Linked DNA regions of Mus musculus: region 1 is linked to region 2. Evidence: chromatin contacts called from public HiChIP or PLAC-seq data. All regions are on one chromosome and are shown on one strand. Each heading gives the region's core, a stretch centred on a gene start, on an enhancer-like site or on the middle of the called end of the contact. The rest is flanking DNA. Distances are from core to core; before and after follow the strand shown. Region 1 overlaps Rasgrf1 (RAS protein-specific guanine nucleotide-releasing factor 1). Region 2 holds the start of Ctsh (cathepsin H).

Region 1 (5,653 bases), core at 1,961-4,460, 39 kb after region 2:
CGCCTGAAGAAACCATCTCTTGGGAGTAATAAAAGCAGAGCTTTGTCTTTTCAGAGCCCACATCTCTTGAGTATGTGGCTAAAGTGAGCCAAGTTGTGGCTTTCTTGTCAGCAGTACCTGAACCACATGAGACAGTACCCAAGGCAGACTGCAGAGTACTGGTCTTGGAGACCAGCGCAGGCCAAATCCAGGCTCTAATGCCGTGGCCACATGACCCTGGCATGTGCTCCCCATCTTTTGTTTAAGAAGACAGGATGGAACGAGGTATCTTAGGGTTAGGGTTCACAATGTGTTGAGATGTTTCTGGTCGTCCTAAGTGGAGAGGTGTTATTAACATCCCATGGAACAAGGCCATGGTATGCCTACAAAGCCTACCATGTACCAGGAAACTCTTGAACACAGAACCATCCTGGTGCAAATGACAACAGTCCTGGAGTTGGGAAACCCACAACCCAGGAAGTGTCTATGGGGGTTCAATGGTAATGGTCAGGGAGGTGCCCTGCAAACTGGATGATAAAATTATCAACTCTTGGTAAAACTGCCTTTCTTTGATTCTAAGATGCAACTGTTAGTAATGTATGCACTTGTTCTGATGAGAATTTCTTCATACGAACAAGAAACAGCAGCCTTAAATAAACTGACTTACATATTGCTTATTGGAGTTACTAAAATGGAAAATTGCATTCAAGAATCAAGAAATCTGGCACCAACTCTATGATCAACCACGGATAGTTGCTCTGGCATTTCTCTGGTAGGTAATGGATGGCAAAGTGATCAACTGCTGGGGTCTGGAGAGTCTATAGGTCTTGTGAGTAGGCAGAGGGACAGGCAGAACTCCTGCGCGGACCCATTGTTGCATGAAGATGCCTCTGGAATGCGGGCTACCATTTTAAACACAACAATGAAGACACAGCACTTACTTTCTCAAAGACTCTCTGAGGTTCTTAAATCTGCCATCTGATGACACAAGCTTTTGGAGCTTGTCAAGCAAAGATTTCGTCTGGAAGGAATCAGAAGCATTTAGTAACATTCAACACACACCCAGGCCCCAAGCCCCGGCTTTAGCCCATCATCCAACAAGCTGATCTTGGGGCTCCAGGCCACATTTGCATTTGAAGACTTTCTGTGCCTCGCAACCTCATCACTGATCTCCTTACGAGTTAGGCTCAGTCTCTGTCACAAGCACCTCTCTTCACATATATTTCCCAGAACACCAAAGTGACCCTGGAAACTGGTGAGATTCTTAGAACTGGTGATCTAGAAGGACTTGGTGAAGGGCATATGCATTTAGAGCAGGAAATAACTAATAAGAATTTTCACGGTCATGAGTTTTTGTTTTCAGTGCTGAGAACTGAATCTGGGGCTTCTGACATACAGTGTAAATGCTTTGCCACGGAGGTATATGCTAGCCTTTAGGACATTTCCACAAGCTGGACAGAATGGATCTGACAATTTTTCACACCTTTATTCTGGTGGGCCAGGAATGCCATCCATGGTCAAGAATTGAGGAAAAGGTTGACAGAGGAACGGATTATCCAAGAGGGAAAGGCTTGGGTGGAAAGGGTGACATGCTTCGAAAAGGGTCTGTAAATGATCATCTAGGCCTGGGCTACACATGAGCTGGGCAGAGGGTAAGCCGCTGGGGTTGTCTGGCGAGAACAGCTGCATTCCCAGGAGAGTGCCCTGCACTGTCTCTGTGCTCGCTTCTCTACGTGCTCTATGGGATGTCTCTTTGAAGTGCTCACTTCCCTTAGTTATAAAAGGGAGGGAGGGATTACATTTCCCCTCCAGATCTGGCCCACAAACTCCAGAATGTAGCCAAGAAACCATGCCGAGATGGCCACCCATCACAAGACCAGGAGTACTGATCAACCCCAGATGGACCAAGTCACAGGCTACAGTGTGTGCAGTCACAGAACATGGCAGTGTGGACATCCATGCTGATGGATGCTCAGCGTGTGCCCTTTGAGGGGGAAGACAGGACAGAGATGTTGACTAGTTTGGCTCCTTCACTAGAAAGAGTGGGAGCTTCGGTGTTTAGATTGGCCCTGCTCAAAGCACAAACACATTCAGATCCAATGACAGACATGCAACTCCATAACAGAATCTACACTAAGTTAAAGCACGTGACTGAGTTTTCTTTAAAACCAACTTTCAGCACCTTGTAATTCGTAGGCTAATCTCTGCCAGAGTCTTGGTGACTATCCATACCAACTCTTCTTATGAAGCTACCCTCTCCTCTCCTTGTCCACTCATGTGCAGAGAAATGACCCAGGATGGATTCAGGTCAGATATGGGGATTTAGCAACAGATATGGGACCTTCTCAGTCTCTGTCACCCACCCTCAGCATACACAAGAGCAAATCCCCATTCCTTAGATATTCCCTAAGGGTAATACAAGGGTAGATATGGTAGATTTTGGAAGATGGATACTTTGAAGCTATGAACATGCATACAGGCTATTTTTTAGTGTGTGTGTGTTTGTGTATGTGTGTGTGACTTGTGAATGTATGTAAAGGTTGAAAGACATGCCTCAGGAGTCCGCCTTCTTCCATAGGCTCTGGAGATTGAACTCAGGTCACAAAGCTTACACATGAACCACTTTACCCACCAAGCTATCTCATTGGCCCTATGTAGGCTACTTCTGTGGAGGAACCATCTATGGCTCTGAGCAGGACACAATTTGTTTCTTCAACAGCCTCATGCCTACTGTGTACATGTCTTTGGGCTGCTGTACTCTATCCAGGATAGAGTTTGGAAGGCCTTAGAGCTTTATTATTGTGTTCCTAAGCACATGATGTGCTTAGATTAGACCTAGAGCTCCCACTTTCTAATGCTCCCTGGGGTGGTAGGCCCCTGGGTCTTGAGGGTCTCTGGACACCAGTGGGCACAAAAGGTAGAAGCTCTAGATATGTTACTGGAATCAAGGAACAAGCAAAGAGTCTACATCAGGAACATTGTCAAGAAGGAAGACACTTCTGTGGCCTCCAAAATACCTTGTTTTTCTGCTTATCAAATCGAAGACATCAGTGATGAAGAATATCTCCTCCCAAAGAGGCTAAGGCACATAGGGAGCTTAAGACTGGCTTTTGTCCCTACAGATTGAGCTTCCCTTGGGTAAGGAACCACAGGCACAGCATGTATTCTTGCTGTCCCATAGTCACATTAGATACTTCCTCAAGGGACAGAGATTGTTTGAAAGATGACGGGGAAGGGAACTGAGAACAGAAAGGAGAAACACAAAATTTCAAAGCACATTTGACCTTCCTGTAGGCCTGGTCTGCATTTGGCATCATGCTTTATTGAATTAGACTGACATACTGAAGAAAGTGATAAAAACGAGACTTGTTTCAGGGTCTTTAGGAAATGTGACCATCTTGTTGGGTCACAAGAGTCCACAGACTACCTGCAGAGAGATAGTGAACCTGTCTTTTGTTGGAAGGGCCATGCACATGGCCTTCCAGAAGCCATCAGAGCCAAGTACAGTGTAGGTGCATAACTACTGCATCAACAGAAAGTCCCGAGAAGCCAGCCAGCAAAAGTTGAGGCCTGCATGTACTTCCAGAGGTAACTTTACTTTTATTAGACCAGGACTGCTGGCTCCTGTTTCTGAACGATGTTCTAGAATGCAGGCCAGGCTACATACACTGACCACTAACTGCTCTTGCTTTAAATTCTTGTGGAAGAGAATGGATAATTTCAGAATGGCCATGGTCCCCATATCCCTTGACTCCACGAGGATGGTAATGCTGAGGAAATATAGCCAAGAAATACAGCATGTGCATTCTAGGAAGAGTCTCGTGGGACAGGAAGTGAAGCCCAGTCTAGGGGATCCCTAGAAAAGGTGCCATAATCCAACAGCACAGGGAGGAAGGAGTAAGATATTGAACTGGAACAGCTCCCTATGACACAGGCTAATCCTTGACAAGCCATATTGACTCAGAAGACTTGGGGCTTCTTCAGGGTTTTGTTCAACCCCTGACTTCAGTTTATGATAGCATGTGCCCGTGTGGCCAGTTGTCCCTGAAGTCCCCAGCTTTGATTCCTTCATGGATTTACTAACAATAAAGATATCTTCCATGACTCTAACTCTGATCTGGGCATCAAGTGTGCCAATGAGGAAGAGGCCCAGTCTCACTGAAATGTAAAGGGGTGGTCCTATAGAACTGAACTGTAGCTCAGTTGTGATCAGGGGCTAGAGTGCCTACAAAGCAGGGAAGGACAGAAGACAGGCACATTACAAAGCTTTCCTGGTTCGGATGCTTATCTAAGTTGGAAGGTTTATGGAGCAGAGGAGTGCTAGTAGGGGTAAGATCACAACCGCTGATGGTTCAAGGAAGATAACAAGAAACAGGCAATAAAGGGAAAATGAAGGAGATATAGAATGCAAATCTAGAGGCCTCTAGAGGCTCTCTCAGCTAAAAGACCGCAGATGCCACTGTCACCTGATAGACGTCTTTTGAGGCTTACTTATCCCTGGTGGTGCTTGTCTCTTCTCTTGCAGAAGTGTGAACCAGGGTTGGGGCACCAAGTTCACCAAGGAAGTGCTGAAGTGCCTCATAGTGTGCTTTGTTAAAGAGACTTCTCCTTATGAGCTACCCCTCACGGCCCTGTGCACAGAACTTTATTGCCTAAGAAGATCCACCTAAATGCTTTTTCAGAATCATGCTCTGTATGAAAAGAGATCAATTTAGATTTAAAATTACCAATTATCCAGTAGGTTACAGTTATCTGGATGGCTGGTGATATTGGAGTCTTAGAAGGGAATATCTTAGCTACTCTTCAAAGTCTGGCTGAGAGTCTTAGGAAGTTACTTGTCTTGCATTGAAGATGTATTGGTACCAATAATTGGTGCCTTATGGCTCCCACTTTGGGATCTTAACTGCCCAAGTAGGAACTGAAGTTTCACAGGTCCACTGCCACATCTGTGGGTTGGATATCTGGTCTTAACTGACACTGTTTTCCTGGAAATCTGAACCCTCTGCTCAGTCCTTTGTTCACGCCTGTTAATTCTGGTTTCCCTGCTCCCAACCCCAGCCCAGGTCCCTTTGGCAGCAGTGCCAGCTTTCTGTCCGCACCTGCTTAGAAACTTTGAGCCATGTCTTTTTGAGACGGAAGATGGCGCTGCGGTTGATGGAGGAGGTGATCTCCAGCACAGCATTGTAGTTGTGCAGGCAGCGACATATGTCGGCCACAGCCACCCACTTCTCGATGGCGCTTGCCCTTGCGCTGATGTCCTCGTTTCGGATAATTTCTGAAGCAATGAAGTTACTGACCTTTAAGCCAATGCAATAAGATAGGAAAAAAGTATGAGGAATAAATATTGTAAAGATAACGAATCATTATTTACAGACACAATTTCTTGTTAAAAAATCCCCAAATGACGAACCAGAAAACTATCAGATGCTTAATATAAAAAGGAGACATTGCCCTATAAATTAGTGATGCTCAATGAAAAAACACAGTGAAGCTGAGGATGGTAGCAATCCCAGTACTTAAGAGGGCTAGGCAGGAGGATGTCAAATTTGAGGCCAGCCTGAGCTACATAGTAAGACCTTACCTCAATAATATAAGATTTAAAAAATAAGCAAAAAATAGTGACAAAGATTTTTGCCACCCAAATAACAAGAGATCTATGAATTACCTCGAAATT
Region 2 (5,991 bases), core at 1,313-3,812:
GACTTGCTCCAGAAACTAAGTCAGGACCATAAGGGGGAGGGGCAGGGAGAGGAGCATATTTCCTTAAGACAAGGTCTGAGGGGGGTGCAGGGGATTCCAAACCCAGGTTAAGGGCCTGCTGTGTGGCTGAGGCCTTCAGAGAAGACAAATCTCAGCTGAGGACCAGGTTTCTCAGCAGGCAGGATTTATAGCTAACTTGTGCCTCTTGCAGGTGGTGGTGGTGGTGGTGGTTTCCAAACCAACAAGAGGAAGAAAGCCACAGAATTCTTCAGTGTTGGTGGATGAAAGCACAGAGGACCTCAGACCCATCCCAAGTTTACTCTGATTTAAATGAAATTCATTTCATCAATTTATTTTTTTACATGTGTGTGCACAGTGTGTGTGTGTGTGTGTGTGTGTGTGTGTGTGTGTGCGCGCGCACAGTGTATGGTGCACTGTATACTCACAGAGATGTCCCAAGTTTTCCTTTCTTGCACTCCACTTTACTGAGGAAGGGGTCTTTAATTGAACCCAGAGCTCACCGATTCTAGGTAGTCTAGGTAGCTTGTTTACCCCAAAACCCTTCCATTGTTGCCTCCTGAATACAGTGATTACAGGTAGCTGCTATGTCTGACCAGCTTTTACACAGTTTGGGGGATGACTCTGGCTCTCAGACCTTTATACTAAGGGCTTTACAGACTGAGCTATCTCTTTAAAATGAATGTTTTTACATAGGGCTTGACACATGCCTGGAATCTCAGTAGTTGGAGGATAGACAAGAAGATCAGGAGTTCAAGGTCATCCTTGGCTAGTAAATGAATTAAAAACAGAAACCCAAAAAGGCTGGAGGGGCTCTCAGGGTCCCATCTCTGCCTGAGGATTTATAGGTTAGTTAATAGTTGTGGGGGTGGGGGATTGGCCGCGGAAGGAAAGATACATTTTCTTCAGTGGTGTAGTGGCTGGTAAGGTAAGGTGACCATGTTTTTGATAACCCTAATAAAGCCCAGAGGGTCACAGAAAGATACGAGGGAGGGAGGAATGAGGAGAAAAGGGGATGGGGAGGGGGAGAGAGAGAAAGAGAGAGAAAGAGAAAAAGAGGAGAGAAGAGAGAGAGAGAAAGAGAGAGAGAGAGAGAGAGAGAGAGAGAGAGAGAAAATGAGAGAGAGACTAAGTTTCTAGACTGATTTCGCTGATACAGTCTGAGTCCGGATCGTTTGGGATGTCTTCACACTGCCCGGGAGATCCCCAGAGACCCAAGTCAGCACAGCAATATGAATTTGCTACGTGGCATTTATCTCTCTCTCTGAAAGCCCTAGTTCCAGTGAGTTACAAAACCAAAAAGAAAGAAAGACAAGCTGGTAAGAGAAAGTAGAAATGGGAGGGGGAACAATAGAGGGTAATGAAGGCTGAAATATATCAGGATATATTATAAACACTCATGAAAATGTAATAATGAAACTTATTATTAAGTACAATTAATATATGCTAATAAAATCTTTTTTTTTTTTTTTAAAGGAAGTTTTGTGTGTCCTGCGGAAGGACCATCAGCAGGGCTAGGAAATCCCAGACCACCATCTACTCTCAGCCAGGGGCTTTGATTGACCGGCTCTTTACACTTAAAAATGGCTGGCGCGCTTTAACTTCTGTTTTCACTGTCCATAAATAAACATCTATTAGAACCAGCTACCCGTAGCTGCGTTCGTTCCACAGGTTCCAAAGGTTCGTTTGTAGCCTTTAGGAGTTGCTACAGAGACCAACGTTGTACACAGTAAAATATTTACTGGTTAGTCTCCTGCGGTTGCACTTTGCCAAGAGTTGAGGCGACTTTCCCGAGCCAGCTTTTTCCAGGCACACCACAGACGCTAGGGTTAAAACTTCTGTGGGTGCCCCATGTTCCGCAGGGCAGGGAGTCACCCCAGCACGGCACAGTCGGACTAATAACCCAGGCAGGGCGATCCCCGGGGAGGCCAAGTCCACGGAAAGTACAGGCTGGGATGTCCCGCTCCCTCCCGTGGTGGGACAGGAAAGTTTTGTGCCCTTAGCTGTCCGGCAGAAGGGGCTGAAGGCTTCTGTATCTAGATCTGAGCCAAAAGGACTCTAGGTACCTGCCAGCCTGTTCCTCGGATCACGCAAGACGCGTGTCCCCCGAGACTAGCCCGTCCCTGTTCTCCCTCCGGTGCCCTCGGAGCCCTGCGCCCCACTTTCTCCCTCCTACCTATGGCGTTCACGGTCAGCTCGGCGGTGGCCCCAGTACTCAGCAGCCAGGCCCCAGCGCACAGCAGCGGCAGCGCAGCCCACATCTCGGCGCTCACTGCCCGGTCCCACCGAGTGCCCTCTGAGCCCAGCCTGTGGAAAGGAGGTGGGGCGACTCTGGCCTCCGCCTAGGTGATGATGGTTCCTCTCCTGCCCCCTGTGGCCATTACACTCCTGCTCTTGGGAAGAAGGGTTCTCAGGGTCTGACCCTGAAGGCTAGTCCCTGCCAAGTGGGAGGAAGCGCAGCCTAATCCCCAGTTTCCTGTCTGTCCCCATCTCTGGTAACTCCGTCTCCGTGAAGGTTTCTTGAACCATAGCTCCCTGGCCTTCCCTATAGCTTGAAATGACTTAACCAGAGGGCTGTCTGGACTGCTCACCCCCAACAGGCATTTGGGTTGCTTCCAGGCATTTGCGTTGCTTCCTCCTCCTTCCTCCTTCTTCTTCCTTCTTCTTCTGTTTTGGTTTTTTGAGACAGGGTTTCTCTGTACTCACTTTGTAGACCAGGCTGGCCTTGAACTCAGAAATCCACCTGCCTCTGCCTCCCAAGTGCTGGGATTAAAGGTGTGCGCCACCACACCTGGCTCTTTTTTTCTTCTTACAGTCCCCATATAGCCCAGGCTGTCTTTGAACTTGTAACCCTCCTGTTTCAGCCTCCTTTACAAGTTTCTCCTGGCAGCCCATGGCATTTTGATGAAGGCAGAATGACCTTCCTCTCCTGAGATTCTTTGGTCAGATTCTGTCTTTCTAGTGCCGGGGGAAGAGATTCCAGAAGTCTTTTAGAATTAAGTATAGTAAGGTGGTTCTCTACCTGGGGGTCAAATGACCCTTTAAAAGGGGCCACCTAAGACCATCGAAAAACACAGATATTTATATTATAATTTATAATAGTATCAAATGTACAGTTATGACATAGCAACAAAAATAATCTAATGGTTTGGGGATCACCATAAAATGAGGTTGAAACTACTGGTCTAGTGGCTTTGACCAGTTTTCAGAATTCTATTTAAGAAGCCCTGAGGCTACGGATGTAACTCAGCGAGCATGGTCCATCATGCACAAGGCTCTCATATAAGCCTTGAATAAGTTCAATGCCTAGTACTCCTATAAACACACACACACACTCCCCCCCACCCCCCCCAAATAGCCAAATAGACAAACCGAACCAAAAGCCACCACACAAAGGCACGTCTTTCAGATACTCTGGACATGTGGACACTGAATCTACACTGATCGGTTCTGACAGGCCTGGAGTATGGCTCCAAGGACAGATAGTGTGCAAAGGGCTCCCATTTTAGGATATCTGACTTGATGTGTGTACTGGCTGGTTTTGTGTGTCAACTTGACACAGCTGGAGTTATCACAGAGAAAGAAGCTTCAATTGAGGAAATGCCTCCATGAGATCCAGCTGTAAGGCATTTTCTCAATTAGTGATCAAGGGGGAAAGGCCCCTTGTGGGTGGAACCATCTCTGGGCTGGTAGTCTTGGTTCTATAAGAGAGCAGGCTGAGCAAGCCAGGGGAAGCAAGCCAGTAAGGAACATCCCTCCATGGCCTCTGCATCAGCTCCTGCTTCCTGACCTGCTTGAGTTCCAGTCCTGACTTCCTTGGTGATGAATAGCAGTATGGAAGTGTAAGCCGAATAAACCCTTTCCTCCCCAACTTGCTTCTTGGTCATGATGTTTGTGCAGGAATAGAAACCCTGACTAAGACAATGTGTTTCTGAAAGAAAATGAGATTTTGTATCTTGTAATTCATGTAAAAGAGTTGTCTATGAGTCTAGGCCTGGGGCCGAGAACAAAGCAGAACAGACAGGGCTGTTGTTAAGACAGTCCTAAGAACAGCTTGATTGTACAAGCAGGGCTATCTTGTCTGGGTCAACACCACCTGGCCGGAACCTCCCCTCTGTCTACTGCCCCTTGACGCCAGGTAAAGTCATACATCAACTGGTTGCTATGTGAGCAAGATAAGCCCCCAGCCCACAGGAACAAAGTTCTGATGCCCTTTTTTTTTTTTTTTTTTTTTGGTTTTGGTTTTTTGAGACAGGGTTTCTCTGTATAGCCCTGGCTGTCCTGGAACTCACTTTGTAGACCAGGCTGGCCTCAAACTCAGAAATCCACCTGCCTCTGCCTCCCAAGTGCTGGGAGTAAAGGCGTGCGCCACCATTTTTTTGTTTGTTTTTTTGTTTTTTTCTGATGCCCTTTTGCTAACATGTAATCTTTCTGTTAATGTTTAAATAAGCCAATAGTGTGTCACTATGCTGAATTCCACACCCCTAAGCCCCTTACCCCATAAAAATCCCTAGCTTTCCTCTTTTTTTTTGGGGGGGGGTTTCGAGACAGGGTTTCTCTGTATAGCCCTGGCTGTCCTGGAACTCACTCTGTAGACCAGGCTGGCCTCGAACTCAGAAATCTGCCTGCCTCTGCCTCCCAAGTGCTGTGAGTAAAGGCATGAGCCACCACGCCCGGCCTGACCCCTAGCTTTCGAGCCTCGTGGCCAACATCCTTTATCTCCTGTGTGGGATGCATGTCGGTCCCTGTAGCCTCCCCTCCCCCAGCCTTAATGGTTCCACAGTTTACACCTGGATGGAGCTTGCCGGCTCAATCGTTCTGCCACGCCCACTGCTGGAACCTGCTGCTTTGCTGTTTGGAGCCATACACGTGGTCACCCTGCTATTGGACTCCAAGATTAATTGGTGGGAATTAGGCCCCTCCCCCTTCCTTCATAACTGAGTGCCGGAATAGTAAAAATTGAACCTTGAGCAGAGACCTTTGTCTTGGTTCCTTCCTTATCTCGCGCAGCCCAGCCCCTCTTCTCTTCCAGGTTTCCAAAATGTCTTTCCAGGCTAGAACCCAGGCTGTGATCTGCTGGCCGGACACAACAGGTCCGGAGCTCCGTAATTAAACGTCCTCATGTAATTACATCAAGAGATGGTCCTTCGTGATTTTTTGGGTGCACGCCGAATCGGGAATTGGGTGGGGGTTTCCCCACTAGGTCTAACATTTCAATTTTGAGTTTTGAGCTCTTTCCAGGATGGCAGCTTCAGTGACCTGCGGCTCCAGTCAGCAGAGCTTCTGAGGGGAAGCAGCTGGCATTCTGAAGCAAACTCTGTGAGGCAAATGGCTTGAGCTGTTTTGGTCTTTGGTCTTTATTATGTAATGGGTTTTATTTGACAAATGGTCTAGCCCAACTGTTGGCGAAGGTTGGCTTTTGAACACATTTTCAGTAAGCTGGGCAAAGCCGTGACGTTTGATAAATTGGATATATAGTAAAACGTACTCTTGATTTATATTGTTTTCAACTACAGAAGCTGAGGAGCATTTGCGTTTTATTTATTATGCTTTTTTTTTGTTTTGTTTTTTGGACAAACACATGCATGCATGCACTTTCAATTGTGGTCATGCGTATGTGCAGGTGTTTCATGCAAGTGAGTGTGCACATGCATATTGAGGACCCAAGTTGCCTCTGGGTGTCTTTCTTGATCGTTTGCTTTATTTACTGAGCAGATTCTAGCTATCCTAGCCAGTCGACTTGCTGTGGTCGTGCTCCTGTTCCTGCCTCTGGAATGTTGCGAGTAAGCAGAAGGCACCAAACCTGTTTGTGTTTTAGTGGGTTCTGGGGATTTGAAGTCTGGTCCTCATGCTTGGTGGACAAGTATCTTACTGATGGATACTCTGAGCCACCTCTCCAACTCCTGCACTTGCACTTGTATCAGAAGAAGAAGCAGATGCTCTTTCGGAAGAGAGGACAGCATCTCTGAAGTG

The links. HiChIP or PLAC-seq counts read pairs in DNA pulled down with a chosen protein or histone mark.
Region 1: an H3K4me3 HiChIP or PLAC-seq map of bone marrow-derived macrophages shows a contact between it and region 2, with 3 times the contacts expected there. The contact joins the enhancer-like site here to the promoter of Ctsh in region 2. A contact is called at or near these places in 6 of 484 Hi-C or Micro-C datasets (CD4 T cells, Kupffer cells, bone marrow-derived macrophages and 2 more), 5 of 115 datasets of contacts at active chromatin or transcription factors (bone marrow-derived macrophages, embryonic stem cells, microglia and 1 more) and 4 of 9 other capture datasets (adipose tissue, bone marrow-derived macrophages, liver and 1 more).

Annotation. Positions count from the first base shown.
Region 1 is chr9:90,012,383-90,018,035 of GRCm38.p6, reverse strand. Rasgrf1 (RAS protein-specific guanine nucleotide-releasing factor 1) reads right to left here. Exons shown (of 27, transcript NM_011245.2): 23 at 5,079-5,276; 24 at 921-1,000. Among named protein-coding and RNA genes, the nearest start is that of Ctsh, 39 kb to the left of the region's middle. Within about 2 kb of position 3,210, at least 19 of the 459 cell types and tissues checked have an H3K27ac peak or open chromatin away from gene starts, as enhancers often do. A contact at or near this core is called in Kupffer cells, adipose tissue, bone marrow-derived macrophages and 1 more, where this site is marked.
Region 2 is chr9:90,050,838-90,056,828 of GRCm38.p6, reverse strand. Ctsh (cathepsin H) reads right to left here and starts at 2,562. Exons shown (of 12, transcript NM_007801.3): 1 at 2,195-2,562. The coding sequence starts at 2,279.